3 separate regions of the Mus musculus genome follow, and regions 1 and 3 are each linked to region 2. The links are chromatin contacts, called in public Hi-C and HiChIP or PLAC-seq maps. All regions are on one chromosome and are shown on one strand. The core of a region is the stretch at or near the end of the contact, and the rest is flanking DNA. Distances in the headings are between cores, read along the strand shown.

Region 1 (2,700 bases), core at 60-2,559, 41 kb after region 2:
TCTCTTAGCTGATGAGCCATCTCCCCAGCATGAATTATTTTTTTAAAAAAAGATTTATTTTTTTTTAATTTATTTATAAGATACACTGTAGCTGTCTTCAGACACACCAGAAGAGGGGCACCGAATTCCATTACAGATGGTTGTGAGCCACCATCTGGTTGCTGGGAATTGAACTCAGGACTGCTGGAAGAGCAGTCAGTGTTCTTACCTGCCGAGCCATCTCTCCAGCCCCCCAGAACATGGATTTTATGTACTTTTAAAGGCTTCCCACCTGTGAAACACCTTACTACAGGGCTCAGTCATCGTTTTTCCGTATAGAGCCAGCTGGTAAATTCTGTAAGCAGGATGGGGATGCTGGGGCTTGAACCCAGGGCCTTAAGTGTGCCAAGTATGTGTGTTAGCATTGATCTGCTTCAGACTCCGGCCACTCAGCTACATTCCCGAAGTCTCCTAAACATTTCAGATTTCAAGGGCCACCTGGTCTCTGTCATAACATCCAGTGCTGCCTTTGTACAACTACAACAACAACTTTCATAAGCAGTGAGCTTGGTGACAATCTGTCATTTCCACACTTGGGGGCTGTAGTAGAAGATCAGGAGTTTGAAGACAGCCTGGACCATTTATCTAGCGAGACTGTCTTCGGAAAAACAAAAACAGAAGCCTATAAATAAATTAGCGTGGCTATGCTCCAAGAAAGAGATTATGCAATTTGAATTTTACGTATTTTTGTGTGATGAAATATTGCTATGCTTTTGATATATTTCAACAATAAATACAGAAACTCTTTTTTAGCAAATGGTCGGCTGGCTCACAACTTGTGGCATGCAGACTAGAATGGGTTTTGGTCCTTGGCTAGTGAATGTTTGATCTTAGATTATGAAATCAGAGTCTTAAGGAATAAAGCTTGCTTAAGAATGTGAAGAATCGGGCTTTGCTTTCCTGATCCACCTGTTCTGACTAAGTGGCTGTGGCAACTTTAAAGAACAGAGAATGAGGAAAGCCATGGGGGGTTAACTAACAGTCTCTGGGCTTGGGGCATCTAAGATAAGGACCTTGGGCTTTTATGAAATAATTTTTTTAAAGACTTATTTTTACTTACTATGGATAATGTTTGCCTCATGTATGTATGTATGTATGTATGTGTGTATGTATGTATGTAGCACTGTGTGTCTGATGCCTGCAGATGCCAGAAAAGGGCATTGGATCCCCTGGAACTGAAGTTATAAACGTTTGTGAGTCACCATGTGAGTTCTAGGAACTGAAGCTGGGTTCTCTACACAAACCCGAGTCCTCTCTATGGTGAGCACCTCTCTAGTCATCCTCCCAGGCCCTCTATTGCTGAGTCACCTCTCTAGTCAGCCCCACCCCCACCCACCCCCACCCACCCCCACCCTGCCCACTCCTCCTCCCAGTATAAAGATAAAGGGTTTATTTAGCTCATAGCCCTGATCCAAGGTCAAGAATTGACTCTGTAGGTGGCCCTTTTGCTGGCAGAGTTCCAAGGCTAAGCTGTACGGGGCACACAGATATAATCTCAGCACCCTAGGGGCAGAGATGAGATTTCAGGTTCAAGGCTAGCCTGGTCTACAAAGAAGAAAACACACACATTAAGTGATAGGCCCTGCTATAGTGGAGAGTGGTGGCTAGTCAAAATGAAAGCATCAGGACTAGAACTTAAGGCTTCTATATTTTGTTGATTTGGTTTTCCTTTCTTTTTTTTTTTTAAGATTTATTTATTTTATATATGTGAGTACACTGTTGCTGTCTTCAGACACACCAGAAGAGGGCATCAGATCTCATTACAGATGGTTGTGAGCACCATGTGGTTGCTGGGACCCACTCAGGACCTCTGGAAGAGCAGTCAGTGCGTTTAATCACGCTGAGCCATCTCTCCAGGCCTTGGTTTGGTTTTTCAAGACAGGGCTTATCTGTGTGGCCCTGGCTGTCCGGGTACTTGCTTTATAGAACAGGCTGGCCTTGAACTCACAGAGGTCCTCTTGCCTGTGTTTCTCTAGTACTGGGATTAAAGATGTGCACCATCACCACCTGGGTATGATTTCTATTTTCAAGAATCCTCCTGTATCCATTATACCTTCTGTTAAAAAAATCAAATAAACTATGAATCAGAAACATAGACCCAGCTGTGAAACCCAACCAGTTTTCATCCACAGCATTTGTGTTCAAAGTAAGAGAAAACAAGGAGATACCCATCCCCTCTTTAAACTATTATTACACAAACATAACAAACTAGAAACATCAGACAGACCTGGGGTAATTACTACACAGCCAGCTGAACCCTTTACCTGAAAGATCTCTCTCCGTGGGCCATAAACGGTGGTTACAACCGAAATATAAGCGTTCAGCTGAGCCACCGGGTTAGCGAGTGGCTTTCCCTTGAATAAATGATCATTTTTGTCTTCCCGTTGCTGGATCTTACCATCTCCTGGTCTGACCATGGAAGTGCCGCTGCTGGTAAAACCAAAGCTTTTATCCAGATTTAGTTCCCATTTCTGTTTTATAGTGTAGGGTGGCCACTAGGTTAATACTTTTCCAGGTGCGTTTGGAGACAGATGAAAGGATAAAGGTATTCAGAATAGTAAAATGTGGGGAAGGGAACCAGACCACGTTCATGTCTTCCAGCCTATGCCTTTAACCCAAAGTCTGGTTGAAGGCTGAAAAACAAAACAAAACAACAAACAA
Region 2 (2,700 bases), core at 75-2,574:
ACCATAAAGACAGACAATAAAGATAGGCTACCCACTCTCTCTCTCTCTCTCTCCCTCTCTCTCTCTCTCTCTCTCTCTCTATATATATATATATATATATATATATATATATATATATGTTTGTTTTTTCACTGTATAGCCCTGGCTGTCCTGGAACTCACTTTGTAGACCAAGCTGGCCTCGAACTCAGAAAGCTGCCTGCCTCTGCCTCCCAAGTGCTGGGATTAAAGGTGTGCGCCACCACCGCCCAGCCCCCTTTTCTTTTTTTTAATCTCTCTTTTTAAAAAATTTATTTATTTTATTTATTTTATGAGTACACTGTAGCTGTCTTCAGACACACCAGAAGAGGGCATCGGATCTCATTACAGATGGTTGTGAGCTACCACGTGGTTGCTGGAAATTGAACTCAGGACCTCTGGAAGAGCAAGCAGCGGTCTTAACGGCTGAGCGTTCTCTTGGGCCCCAATATATCCAAAAAAAAAAAAAAAAAAAAGAAGAAGAAGAAGAAGCAGCCTTTTGAGTAAAGACGTGAAGGCAGGGCAGAAACTAGAGTAAGAGTATTCCTTCTATGCCTGCGTTAGAAAGGCTTGGCTACTTCTGGAGAGGAAGGAGGTCATGTGACCTGGGTGGAGGGGGCGGTAAGACAGGAGGGAAGGTCACAGGAGTGTGTGGGTGAAGCAGATCAGAATGACAAACTCTGTACCAGCAACTCCCTGTTAACCTGCCAGGTCTCTATGAAACCCGAGACTGACGTGGCTAGGCCTCCATGAGAGGGCTATGTGTTGGGTGTGTTTTTGTGTGTGAACAAGGCCACTGCCTCTGTCTCCCTAACTGCTGCTTGCTGCTAATCTACCTGAATCCACCTAGCTTAGCACGTGTAGAAAACCAGCCACCTCACGCTTTAATTTAAAAAGGAGACAATTCACATACCTTAACAAGCCAACAGGGGCCCCTCCCACGGGCCCTCATCCTTACAGAAAACCAAGCTATTGTGCAGGATAGTTTCATGTTTGTGTCTAAAAATAAGTAGGAATCTTAGTCACCCTCTTCCTCCGTCAGAGAGAGCTTTATTTCTCTCTCACGCCAGCGATGCGGGCAGGTGTGTCTACTACGTCAATCCCACGCTCTCTCTCCGGTGGGATGGTTCTAGCCAGTGAAGCTCTCGGAGCCTCATCTTCCTCCACGGAGGTGTTAATGCTGCGGCAGTGTTTTGCTGCGGTGTAACAAATTAGCACGTACAGGAATGGTGGGAACTATACTTACTTCCTCCATCCTGGATCGCTTGAGTTTCAGTGGGCTTAACCGAGCTCAGTGCTCAGTCTTACAAGAGGGTTCACCGACAGTTGATACCCACAGTTCTCACCTAGAGTTCTTCTCAGTGTGTCCCTGGTTTTATTGGGGGTGGGGGGATTTTTGTTTATTTACTAATCTCAAATAAACTGTAATGTTATTTTTCTCTTATTTTTTATTGGATATTTTATTAATTCACATTTCAAATGTTATCCCCTTTCCTAGTTTTGCCTTCCCAACCCCCCATCCCATCTCCCCTCCCCCTGCTTCTATGAGGTTGCTCCCCTCCCCACCCACCCACTCCCACCTCACCGCCCTGCCATTCCCCTACACTGGGGCATCGAGCCTTCATAGAACCAAGGGCCTCTCCTCCCATTGATGCCCAACAAAGCCATCCTCAGCTACATATACAGCAGGAGCTACGGGTCCCTCTATGTCTACTCTTTGGTTGGTGGTTTAGTCCCTGGTAGCTCTGAAGGGTCTGGTTGGTTGATATTGTTCCTCCTCCTATTGGGCTGTAAACCCCTTCAACTCTCAGGAGACAGCTATATCAGGCTCTTGTCAGCAAGCACTTCTTGGCATCCACAATAGTGTCTGGGTTTGGTGACTGTATATGGGCTGGATCCCCAGGTGGGGTAGTCTCTGCTCCACACTTTGTTTCCATATTTCCTCCTGCGAGTATTTTGTACCCCCTTCTAATGAGGACTGTGTCCCTGTTATTAGGAGAATTATCATCCATTATAGGGTAGGACCAAGGTTCCTGTCTCCTTGCTGGCTGTCAGTCAGGGGTCTTACTCTGCTCTCGAAGGATACTCACATCCAGTCCTTCTTATCCTTCAAATGTTTCTGAATTCTGCTCACCGTTAAACTCTGAGTTCAGGAGACTGAGGCAGGAGGTCAAGGAGGTCAAGCTGGGTGGCATAATGAGAGGCTGGAGAGATGGCTCACTGGATGAAATGCTTGCTCTGCAAGCATGAGGACCTGGGTTAAGACGGCCAGCACCCATGTTAAGGGGGGGAAAAGTGGGGCATGGCTGTACGTGCCTTTAACCCCAGCACTGGTGGAACAAAGACAGTTGGATCCTGGAGGCTTGCTGGCCAGCCAGTCAAGGTTCAACAAGAGATCCTGTCTCTAAAGATAAGCTAGAAATAGGACATTGACTTCTGCCATCCACACATGCTTAATGCACATGTACAACACACACACACATTAAGAACAACAACAATGGGGCTGGGGAGATGGCTCAGCAGTTATGAGCACTGACTGCTCTTCTGAAGGTCCTGAGTTCAGGTCCCAGGAACCACATGGTGGCTCACAACCATCTGTAATGAGATCTGATGCCCTCTTCTGGTGTGTCTGAAAACAGCTACAGTGTACTTACACTTAATAAATAAATAAATCTTTAAAAAA
Region 3 (2,700 bases), core at 138-2,637, 54 kb before region 2:
TTTCAATAGGCAGGGTTGCAAAACCCTGTCCATCCCTGACCTCCCTCCCTCCCTCCCATCCAGCTCTAATAGCTGGAGACATCTCAAAACATCCCTTTTAAAGACCGAGTTATCTAATGCTTCACATACATAACGTATACCATCTTTATCCCAGTGGATTTGGAAACATTGTATCTTTCTGTTCTTCTTCCTCTTTTAAAATAACTAAGTTCTCAATATGGTGGTATATACCTGTGATCAGAGAACTAGGTAAGTGAATTAGGAGATCAGCTTCAGTTACATAGTGAATTCAGGGCAGCCTTTTAAAAACAACAACAAAACCTGGTATTGTCCGAATCACACGCCAGTCCCTCATACGTCAGCATGTTGGTCTAGCCTCAGCTCTCAGCCAGCACATGAACATGTGTGCAGACCATTTATAAAGTTAGTAAAGAAAAAAACAACACGTGTGTTTGCATGTCCCAAATGTATCTCTTCGAAGGTATCAATATTTACAGTATAACCTGTATGCCTTCAATGGATTGCAATTAATTGTAGTACCCTTGTAATTAACAAGGGTACTCACTGCTCCACCCCAAACTATCTTCTTGCATCTTTTGAAATGTTGGATGAATGTCTTTCCTCATGTAACTATCCATACTTAGCTTTTCCTGCTTTGAAAATGTTATTTGATACTGTAAATTAAGTAAATATATACTGAGCATTATAAAACAATGCATATGTTGAAATAATATCCAGAACCAAATACATATAAATAAGTAAATAGATTTATATTACTACAAATTATACTGTAAATATGTAATAATTAAGTTGTCTACTTGTCAGTTAAAGCTAAGCAGGGCATTAAGTATACAATCTAAACATTAAGTGTTTGATAAATGCCTGTGACTATCTCCTGGACCCCAGGCTGGCCATTCTGCACTCATTCTGTAGCCAAGGATCACCTTGAACTTCTGGCCTCCCCACCTCCACCTCAATATCCATGTGAGCCCCTACTTCTAGTTTAGTGAGTGCCGGGATCTACCTCAGGGCTTTGTACAGACATACTAAGTTAGCACACAAGTAAAGATAACCCACCATCCTCTTTTTTAAGGATTTATTTTTATCATTTTTAAGTGTGCATGCGTGGTGTGTATGTGTGTGGGGGGGGGGTGCCTGTGGGTGTATGCACATGAGCACTGGATCCCCTGATATCGGTGCTGAGAACTAAACGTGGGTCCTCTGGAAGAGCAGCAAACTCTCCTAGCTGCTGGCTGAGCCATCTCTCCAGGACTCCTTCTCATTTTCATTCTTATTTTTGAGACAAACTCATGATCTTTCTGCCTCACTCTCCTACGTACTGGCATGACAGATGTGAGTCACCAGGCCCAGCTGGGACACCCTCTTCTGACCATGGCAGGAAAATAGAGTTTCCTGTCTATTTTCAGGGACTGGTTGGTTCTATCAGAACACTTACTCACCATTTCCACCGTGAAAGACAGTTCCTTCAAAACAGACAATTTTCATGGCCCACTGCACACCCAGTGCCTATATAGTCTTCACGCTAAGCTTTAAGCTCTCAGGCAGACTGGGTGTCTGGCTGAAATCCCAGAGTTTAGGAAGTGGAAGCAAGAGGACAAGGAGTTCAAGGACAGCATGGGCTACATAGGGGTCCTACCTCAAAAAGGAAAAAGTTGAAGAAAAGCAGGTGCCTTCAATGTATCTAGTTTAAACTAGTTTGATACTTGTTTATTTGTTGGCAAACCATTACAACTTCCCTTTACATAGTATTTTAGCTTTGTGTTTGTTTAAGACAGTCTTTACATAGAATTTTATTAAAGACAAATCCAATTGTTTTTGTATTTATCTCTGTTATCCCAATCAATATATATGACAAGAAAAAAAAAGTAACTGGCAGAAAAAGTTAAAAATATAAGCTAGGTATGAAGATTGATGCCTATAATCCCAGTACTGGAGAACTGAGGCAGGAGGATTGCCAGTTTGGGCAACACAGCAAAACTCTCTCTGTCTCAAAACAATAACAACAACAACAAAACTCTACAAATATTAGTTGACAGGAATTAGCTAGGAACCACAGACTTCTACCAACCATTAGGGAGGCTGTTTTTAGTGAGTTATGCATTAAACAAGGAAGGGAAAGCAAAGGGGACTGGACCTTCAAAAAGCAGAGAAAGTGAGCTTACTAAACCCAGATAATTCCAGGAAGGGAGATCGAAGAAGACTAACGAAGGCAGACCAGGAAGACATTTGCTGCTCATCCGTAAAAGGCAAGGCCAAGGACTCATGCAGAAGTTCTCTGGCAATACTAAAGATATCAGCACTTCTGTCGCATGCCAGGTCAAGGCAAATACCTCACTAAAGGGCTCCAAGGGGATGCGGGTAGCTGTGGTGGAGTACCTGCCTGGCATACACAGGTTCAACCCCAGCACCACCACCCCCAGTTTAAAAAAAAAAAAAACCATAATGAAAAAAAAAAATCCATTAGCGGCATTTTGGCAATGCCTCAGAGGTCAGAAGAGATAATGAAGAACACTGTCAACAGTTACTTTCAGAAGAATCATTCATTAAAATTAAACCACAGAAAAAGTGATGAATATAGTTAACAAGAGTTAGTTGAGTGCAATTAACTGCAGGACATGCAATTCACAAAAGCAGCTCAGAAGGGAGGGCTAGGAGATTTACAGGCAGGCGAGCGGCAGG

Evidence for each region. A called contact is a pair of places that touch in the nucleus more often than the background predicts. HiChIP or PLAC-seq counts read pairs in DNA pulled down with a chosen protein or histone mark.
Region 1: a contact with region 2 is called in an H3K27ac HiChIP or PLAC-seq map of embryonic stem cells, with 7 read pairs. The contact joins the enhancer-like site here to the promoter of 1700126H18Rik in region 2. A contact is called at or near these places in 6 of 484 Hi-C or Micro-C datasets (bone marrow-derived macrophages, embryonic stem cells, liver and 1 more) and 4 of 115 datasets of contacts at active chromatin or transcription factors (CD8 T cells and embryonic stem cells).
Region 3: a Hi-C map of the HPC-7 cell line shows a contact between it and region 2, with 1.7 times the contacts expected there. The contact joins the enhancer-like site here to the promoter of 1700126H18Rik in region 2. A contact is called at or near these places in 1 of 39 promoter capture datasets (the SN4741 cell line), 4 of 484 Hi-C or Micro-C datasets (the HPC-7 cell line, brown adipocytes, liver and 1 more), 6 of 115 datasets of contacts at active chromatin or transcription factors (CD8 T cells, craniofacial prominence, embryonic stem cells and 2 more) and 2 of 9 other capture datasets (adipose tissue and pancreatic islet).

Annotation. Positions count from the first base shown.
Region 1 is chr5:66,231,287-66,233,986 of GRCm38.p6, forward strand. No RefSeq gene overlaps it. Among named protein-coding and RNA genes, the nearest start is that of Nsun7, 27 kb to the right of the region's middle. Within about 2 kb of position 1,310, at least 29 of the 459 cell types and tissues checked have an H3K27ac peak or open chromatin away from gene starts, as enhancers often do. A contact at or near this core is called in embryonic stem cells, where this site is marked.
Region 2 is chr5:66,190,011-66,192,710 of GRCm38.p6, forward strand. It overlaps 1700126H18Rik (RIKEN cDNA 1700126H18 gene), which reads right to left and starts at 1,325. Exons shown (of 3, transcript NR_040695.1): 1 at 1,264-1,325.
Region 3 is chr5:66,136,049-66,138,748 of GRCm38.p6, forward strand. The region is part of intron 2 of Rbm47 (RNA binding motif protein 47); the gene reads right to left. Among named protein-coding and RNA genes, the nearest start is that of Gm26725, 14 kb to the right of the region's middle. Within about 2 kb of position 1,388, at least 54 of the 459 cell types and tissues checked have an H3K27ac peak or open chromatin away from gene starts, as enhancers often do. A contact at or near this core is called in CD8 T cells, the HPC-7 cell line, adipose tissue and 2 more, where this site is marked.